Regions from separate parts of the Sus scrofa genome. Here region 2 is linked to region 1. Evidence: chromatin contacts called from public Hi-C data. All regions are on one chromosome and are shown on one strand. The core of a region is the stretch at or near the end of the contact, and the rest is flanking DNA. Distances in the headings are between cores, read along the strand shown.

The links. A called contact is a pair of places that touch in the nucleus more often than the background predicts.
Region 2: a Hi-C map of fetal liver shows a contact between it and region 1, with 2.1 times the contacts expected there. The contact joins two enhancer-like sites. A contact is called at or near these places in 24 of 47 Hi-C or Micro-C datasets (alveolar macrophages, blood, brain and 13 more) and 2 of 2 datasets of contacts at active chromatin or transcription factors (alveolar macrophages and skeletal muscle).

What each region holds. Positions count from the first base shown.
Region 1 is chr6:14,891,073-14,894,375 of Sscrofa11.1, reverse strand. All of the region lies in intron 1 of IST1 (IST1 homolog), which reads right to left. Among named protein-coding and RNA genes, the nearest start is that of ZNF821, 22 kb to the right of the region's middle. Within about 2 kb of position 1,260, at least 9 of the 83 cell types and tissues checked have an H3K27ac peak or open chromatin away from gene starts, as enhancers often do. A contact at or near this core is called in fetal liver, where this site is marked.
Region 2 is chr6:15,010,896-15,014,380 of Sscrofa11.1, reverse strand. It overlaps DHX38 (pre-mRNA-splicing factor ATP-dependent RNA helicase PRP16), which reads right to left. Exons shown (of 27, transcript XM_021093857.1): 20 at 3,119-3,327; 21 at 2,863-3,017; 22 at 2,282-2,437; 23 at 2,055-2,189; 24 at 1,750-1,875; 25 at 1,157-1,252. Among named protein-coding and RNA genes, the nearest start is that of DHX38, 15 kb to the right of the region's middle. Within about 2 kb of position 2,155, at least 2 of the 83 cell types and tissues checked have an H3K27ac peak or open chromatin away from gene starts, as enhancers often do. A contact at or near this core is called in fetal liver, where this site is marked.

The sequences.
Region 1 (3,303 bases), core at 11-2,510:
TCTTAGTCATATAGTGCAACACTATTTGAGACACTAAAAATTGTAGTATGACATACATAAATGTTTTAAATGATCAAAATTGATACAAATGTTTAAATGTAATTTCTCTGCACCATAGTTGACGTACAATGATGTATTACTTTCAGGTATACACGAAAGGGAATCAGTTGTATAGGTAAATATATCTATTGGGACTGTGTGGACATGATACAGGGTCCGTGAGGATGGGTTTGATCCAAAGAATCACTCAGTGGGTTAAGGATACCAAGTTGCAGAGAGCTGAAGTGTAGGTCACACAGACCAAACGGCTCCCATCTGGCTACGGACATGGCTGTGATGAAAGCTGGCAGCTCGGCAGTGCCCATTCCACAACTAAATGCACCGAAAGCTGGAAAACCAGGAATACACAGGCCAAAAAAGAAGCCAAAGTGATAACTTTGCAGGGAAGAACACTGAAAGCTAGTCTTCACCTGGCAGTCATTTGACAAGTGAGGAGGCAAACTTGAGCTCTATCTTCCTCGGTCCTGAAATCACAGGCACCTGGGGACCAAACTCAAAGCCCATCCAAAGCAGGGTCTCTAACAGCCCTCTGGTGGGCGGGGGGGCCGCGCATGGGCACAGACACACACACACACACAGGCCGATTGGAACTGGGACTCCAGGTGTCAACACCCTCCTGGTCGAGACTGCAAGGTAAACTGCCCGTTCCAATCCTTGGCCACGAGGGGAAGACATGGAAAAGATCACCCACGAGAAATGAGGACCACGAGCCGGTCCCTCTGTGGCTCTGCAATGTGAATTCACAGTGCCTGGGTGCGCCCCAAAACTGCAAGCTAAAAATCTACTTTATGTTGGTCCCAGGTTAATGGTGTTTCCAGGCACCTGGTAGAAGCAATCACAAATCCTGCCTGGAGGAAACGACCTTCCTAAGAAGAGTGGACTCGCAGTCTTGAATCACAAAACATATATAGAAAAACAGGGAGCCATGAATGACCCTGCATGATGTATGCAGGTCCAACCACACTGTACACCTGAAACTTATACCCAGGGCTCTACTCAATCATTTCTCCCCAAACTCTGGAATGAGGAAAAGAAGCAAAAACGTCTGGAGCCAGACACCTCAGGTCTCACAAAGGGGGATTGGGCGATGAACTCTGCCCGCTTCTATCAACCGGTGAGTCTATGCCACCCCTCTCTTCCAGGCTACAGAGGGAGCTGAGTTGGGATGGGCAAGAAGAGGGAGACTTCTTCAGAAGGGCAAGCCCGCCACCTTGTGGCCAATGTGAGGCACTACCATCGTCCCAAGATGAATGTCGGACAGACAGTAGGAGTCAAAACTGCATGATCAGATTCATAGCGACCTCAAACGGGGAGCTCTCAAACCCGGAATTTACCATTAAACGTCTAATATGTTTCCAAAACGATTTTCACTCACTCAAGGAGGGGCTGAGTGCATGAGCAGAGATGAAGATCTTTAAAACGTCCCGCTGTGGCTCAGTGGTAACAAACCGGAGTAGCATCCACGAGGACGCAGGTCTGATCCCTGGGCCCCCTCAGTGGGTTTTAAGCGTCTGAGTTTGTCGTGAGCCTCGAGGCAGGCACACGACACGGCTCCCATCTGGCTCTGGCTGTGGCAGAAGCAGGCAGCTCGGCAGCTCCCACTCAACCCCTAGCCCGGGAACTTCCACATACCACAGGGGTGGTCCTTAAAAAGAGAAGAAAAAAAAAAGCATGTTGCAAAGATAAATCCAACTTGTGAATAAAGTTGAAAATATTCAAATGAATTCTATATTTTTTCTTTTTCTTTTCTTTTTTTTGCTTTTCAGGCCCGTATCCAAGGCATGTGGAATATCCTGGTGGTGAGGTAAAATTGCAGCTACCATTGCAGGCCTACACCACTGCCAGAGAAATGTAGGACCCAAGCTGGGTCTGTGACCTGCACCACAGCTCAGGGCTATGTGGGATCCTCAAGCCACTGAGCAAGGCCTGGAATGGAACTTGAATCCTCATGTACACTAGATGGATTCTGTTCCATGGGCCAGAATGGGAACTCCAGTTAGGTCTACATTTCGCTGTTAATCTCTTGGCAGAGAATGTGTGGAGGAGTTTCACTCCCTCAAAATCCTACTACAAGTGTATTGTAGAAAGCAGGTAAAAACGAACACATATTACAAGTATTATGATTCAGTAACAACATTTATTTTTTCAAATTTACAAAAGTGAATAAAATCATAGGCCCTTTCAAGAAGTCTAACAATCAGGAGACCAGCTAGAAACACACTGTATCCACACCTGCGTGATGTGGGGAGAATTTTAATAAGCTCTTACTTACAAAGGTGTGCATAACGTTTAGAGAAACCAACAAAGGACAGTGTATCGCCACAGAACCATTAACAGCTTTAGGTCTGAAGGGGAAAGATGAGGAAATGGAACCCTCTAGAGGATCACTATAGGGAAAGGGCCACCAAATAAGAATCACTGGTAGAGGCATGCAGACAACTTGCAACAACCTCGCCGGAAGGAGCAGGGGAATAAATACTTAGCTCTCACTCCTACTGGTATTAACCCCCTACCCCTGTTGGAAGAAGAAACCAAAGGAATTGATACACACTGTGCACCAGTGTACCTCCAGGGATATAGATCAGAGGGAGAGGGATGATAAATGGCTATGGAGGAGGAAAGAGAAGATGTCCAGCACAAGGACTGCATTTTTACACAAGAACAAAAAAGGCAGGACCTAGATCCACCAAAGATCCACAGACTTACACTGTACTACGACTTCAGTTAACCAGGTTAGAAAACTGTAGGTAAATGAATTGTCCGAAAAAATAAAAATGTGTGTTTATATGTCCTTTCTACAATAATAAAACACAGTACAGTGAACATAACTGAAGTTCCTACAATATAACCTCTGAAGTCCCTTTTAATCCTAAAATTCTGCAGGATGCTAAATATCCAATGGTGCTGAATTATATGAAATAGGCAAAAAGGCATAGATAATTGAGATTAATCCAAGCCAACTCTTGGAAATCTTTTTGTTTTTGTTGTTTTGGGGTTTTTTTAGGGCCGAACCCACGGCATATGGAAGTCCCCGGGCTAGCGTTTGAATCAGAGCTACAACTGCTGGCCTACACCATAATCACAGCAATGTCAGATCCTTAACCCACTAAGTGAGTCCAGGTATCAAACCCACATCCTCAAGGACACCAGTCTGGTTCTTTTCTGCTGCACCACAATGGGAACTCCCCCAATTTTTTTTAAAATAATGTCTTATTGGTAAATGTATGCATACCCTAAGGATCA
Region 2 (3,485 bases), core at 906-3,405, 120 kb before region 1:
AATTCAGCATATGCTTATATGCTCATACCAAGTTCACAGCCATGCCAGGAAGTACAGGAAATAGGGAAGAAGTGACATCTGGCTGGAGAGGATGGACATGGGAAGATGTGTGCAGGCCAGTGTGGGAAGGGCCATGCTGAGAAGGGGGGAGCAGAGTCCACAACATTCTGCAACCCAAAATAATGGGTCCAGGCAGTGGCCACCAGTGGACACTAAGACCATCAGGAGACTGAGGAGTAGGTAGAGAATTTATACTGCAGGGATCAGGTGGAGCCCCTGAGCAATCTCTGCATCATGAGAAGTGGGACCACCAGACCGTAGGTGCCTCCGACAGGATCTAAAGGGAAGTTCACAGCACTACGTGCATTTACGCATCCTTGCTCCGAAGAGCTGAACCTGAATCTAACCAACGCTTTAGATTAATTTCTCATTTACACGAGGAACACGGGATAGAGGCATAATTAAACAACACCCTGAGGAAGCAATCAGCCCAAGACAGAACATGGAACATTCTACAAGATGACCAACTTGTTTTCGCCAATAAATGACTGCCATAAAGGGTGAGGGCACAGCTTGTTCCAGAACAAAGGACTTAACATATATGCCAAATTTCAGTATTTGGGCCCTAATTTAATCATGTCAGTTATTGTCCTTGAGATAAAAAGGGAAACCAAACAGATGGCAGACTGAGGCGACATTAAAGATTAAGCCTCCAGGGAGGTTATATTTTAATTTTTTTAAAGTCCTCTTAGGGATGCACATTCGAGAATCTGTGGGTGAAGAGACACACTGTCTGAGACGGCCTTTAAAATATCCCAGGAAAAAAACTGATGTGCGTGGAGTGGGGGTGGGAATGAGAGCAACACAGGTGGCAGAACGCTGATGATTACGGAGGCTACATGAGGAATTCATGGCTTGTTTTTTTCCAGTTTTATGGACATTTGGACTTTTCCATAATTGTTTTTTTAAGGCTCAGCAGATCAAGCAACTGGAGTAGGTGGGAGGACATGAGACAGACCAGCCTGCTGGATCACAGCTTTGATGTTTGAGGGAGAATAAGGGCAGTCAGATGATGCTCTACCTTTGATACCAGGCCGAGGGCAAAAGGGACCCCAGAGCCGAACAGGCCCTCCTGAGAAGAGTGCAGGATCCTTACCTGCCGAGACTTTCCTGCCTGCTTCACGCTGTAGAACATGGGGCCCAGCTCTGCCAGCCACTCTCCGTCCACAGCAGTCACACACTGCATGTACTCCTGCAAGCAGAAGGGCCACAGGGGGCGGTCACAGAAGGGCCACTGCTTTGAGGTGTCCCTCCCACAATCAGGATTTCTGTGGGAAGGGCCCCTGCCCCCAGCCCTGTGAGACTGAAAAAAGCAAGGAAAAGCCCTAGACACTGGAATTCTAATCCCTTCTCCCACCCAAATTCCTCCATGCTTGAGAAAAAGCTCCCTGGTATCTAAAAGAAAAGGCCCACCCCTCAGAAAACCCTTCTAACAACAGCATAAGGGGTTGCTTGTCCCAGGCAACAAGCAGGAAACAATCCTGCCAGCACAGCCAAGGGCATTGTAATCTAGAGGACAACTCTGTATACATTTCCCCAAACAGCCGACTGAAAACCAACTCCCCTGAAAGCAACGCATGTGGCTTCAAGGCTCCTAAGCTCAAAGGTCATCACAGGAGTCAAGGGTTACAAAGGCCTGGCCCAGTCCGGTGGGCCTACGTCATGCAAGCTGCCTCGGCAAAGACTCACCTTGGTGGTCATGACCAACTCATGATAAACAATGTAGTCTGGGGTGTAGCCCATTCCAAAGAGGGAGCTGGTGGGATGCAGGTGGCAAGGCATACCTGTCCGGATATTCACATACTCCCCAATTCCCTAGGGAAGAGACCCAGCAGGTGACCGCATCAGCAAAACACCCCACACCTGGCCAGCTACCCCATCCCTTCATACTGTTTTGACACCGGCTTTTGGGGGAGCCCCAGGGTTGCAGGCTGTACAATGAGAAAGGAAGAACTCTGCCCTGGTACAAAGCATCAGGCCAGGAAGGGGCTCACCTTGAGCTTGGCTGCCTGGTGAAAATAAGCAGCACAGATACACTTCCTGACAATGTCCCAGTCGGTGCCACACGAGGCCAGGCTCATCCGCTGCTGCACCATGATGTCCTTGAGCTGAGCCCGCACCTCCCGGACCTAGAGCAGGACACAGGCGGACAAGCAGAGCCCTCTCCCCTGCCTCCCACCCCTCGTCCTGACACCCGGTTTATCTGGGCCAGTGCCCCCACCTTTCGCATGGCCTTGGCATGGATGAAATGATCGTTACACCAGATGGTAGAGTAATTATTGTTTTTCCACTGCAAGTAAACATTCAGGTAGGTCAGATGGTCGCTCTCAGGGACAGCAAACTTCTCCCGGATTTGATCGCTCTCCTCCTCTCGGCCCTGGGGAGGAAAAAGGGCCTTTACTCCAAGCACAGGGGAGTCCAGGCCTACTGAGAAGAGCCATCCCACACTATCACCCACTCGCACACACAACTTAAAACACATCCATATGGTGCCTGACAACATAGAAAAAAATTAGTTTAAAACGAAATACTTCATCTAAAATGTGAGGGCTCTGGGACAACCATACTAGGAAAAAATGATCTTGCGAATATTTCCAAACTCTCCCTGAGAGCAACGGATCTAGCCCATCCCTTCCCCTACTGCTTAACATAAAACAGCAAAATCCCTCTTTGGAAACGTTGATTCCTGCCCCTCCGTTCATCTTAATACAATACAGAGAGAAACCACTCCCCTCTCTCAACCGTTCTCAAGCCCCTAACCGCCAAGGCCTCTGGGAAGACGCGCTGGGCAGCATCTCCCACCTTGGGCCTGTAGAAGATGGCTGGGACCGAGAGCATGGAGACGATGAGCAGGATCTCAGAGCTGCAGCCCATGTCGCAGGACACAATGAGCATCTTGGACAGGGCTGGGTCCAGCGGGAACTCCACCATGAGCCGCCCAGTCGAGGTCAGACCACCTGGGACAGAGGAGCAGATCTAGCCAACTGATACGGTGCCAGAAGAGGGAGAACCCAGACACCAGAGCCCATGAGGCCTGCCCAGCTCCTGGCCGCAGCACCTGTGTTGTCCAGGGCCCCGAGGATCCAGAGCTGATACATGGAGTTGAGCATGTTGTCCTCCGGGGGCGGGTCCATGAAGTGGAACTGCAGCAGGTCCTGCACCCCCAGGGACTTGAGCAGCAGCACCACGTTGGCCAGGTTGGTCCGCTGGATCTCAGGCACCGTGGTGGTCAGGAGCTCGTTCTTGTAGGCACTCTGGGTGTAGAGCCTGCAGGGACCGACGCCATGGGCAGTGCACCCAGAGCAGCCAGTGCAGAGAAAAGCCTCCTGCCTTCCCCCACCTCCTTTTCTCTCTGAATCACAAATCTCCACCTATTAAAAACTCAGTCCTGCCAATTCACTGTCTGCTCAAGTGTCCTATGTGCT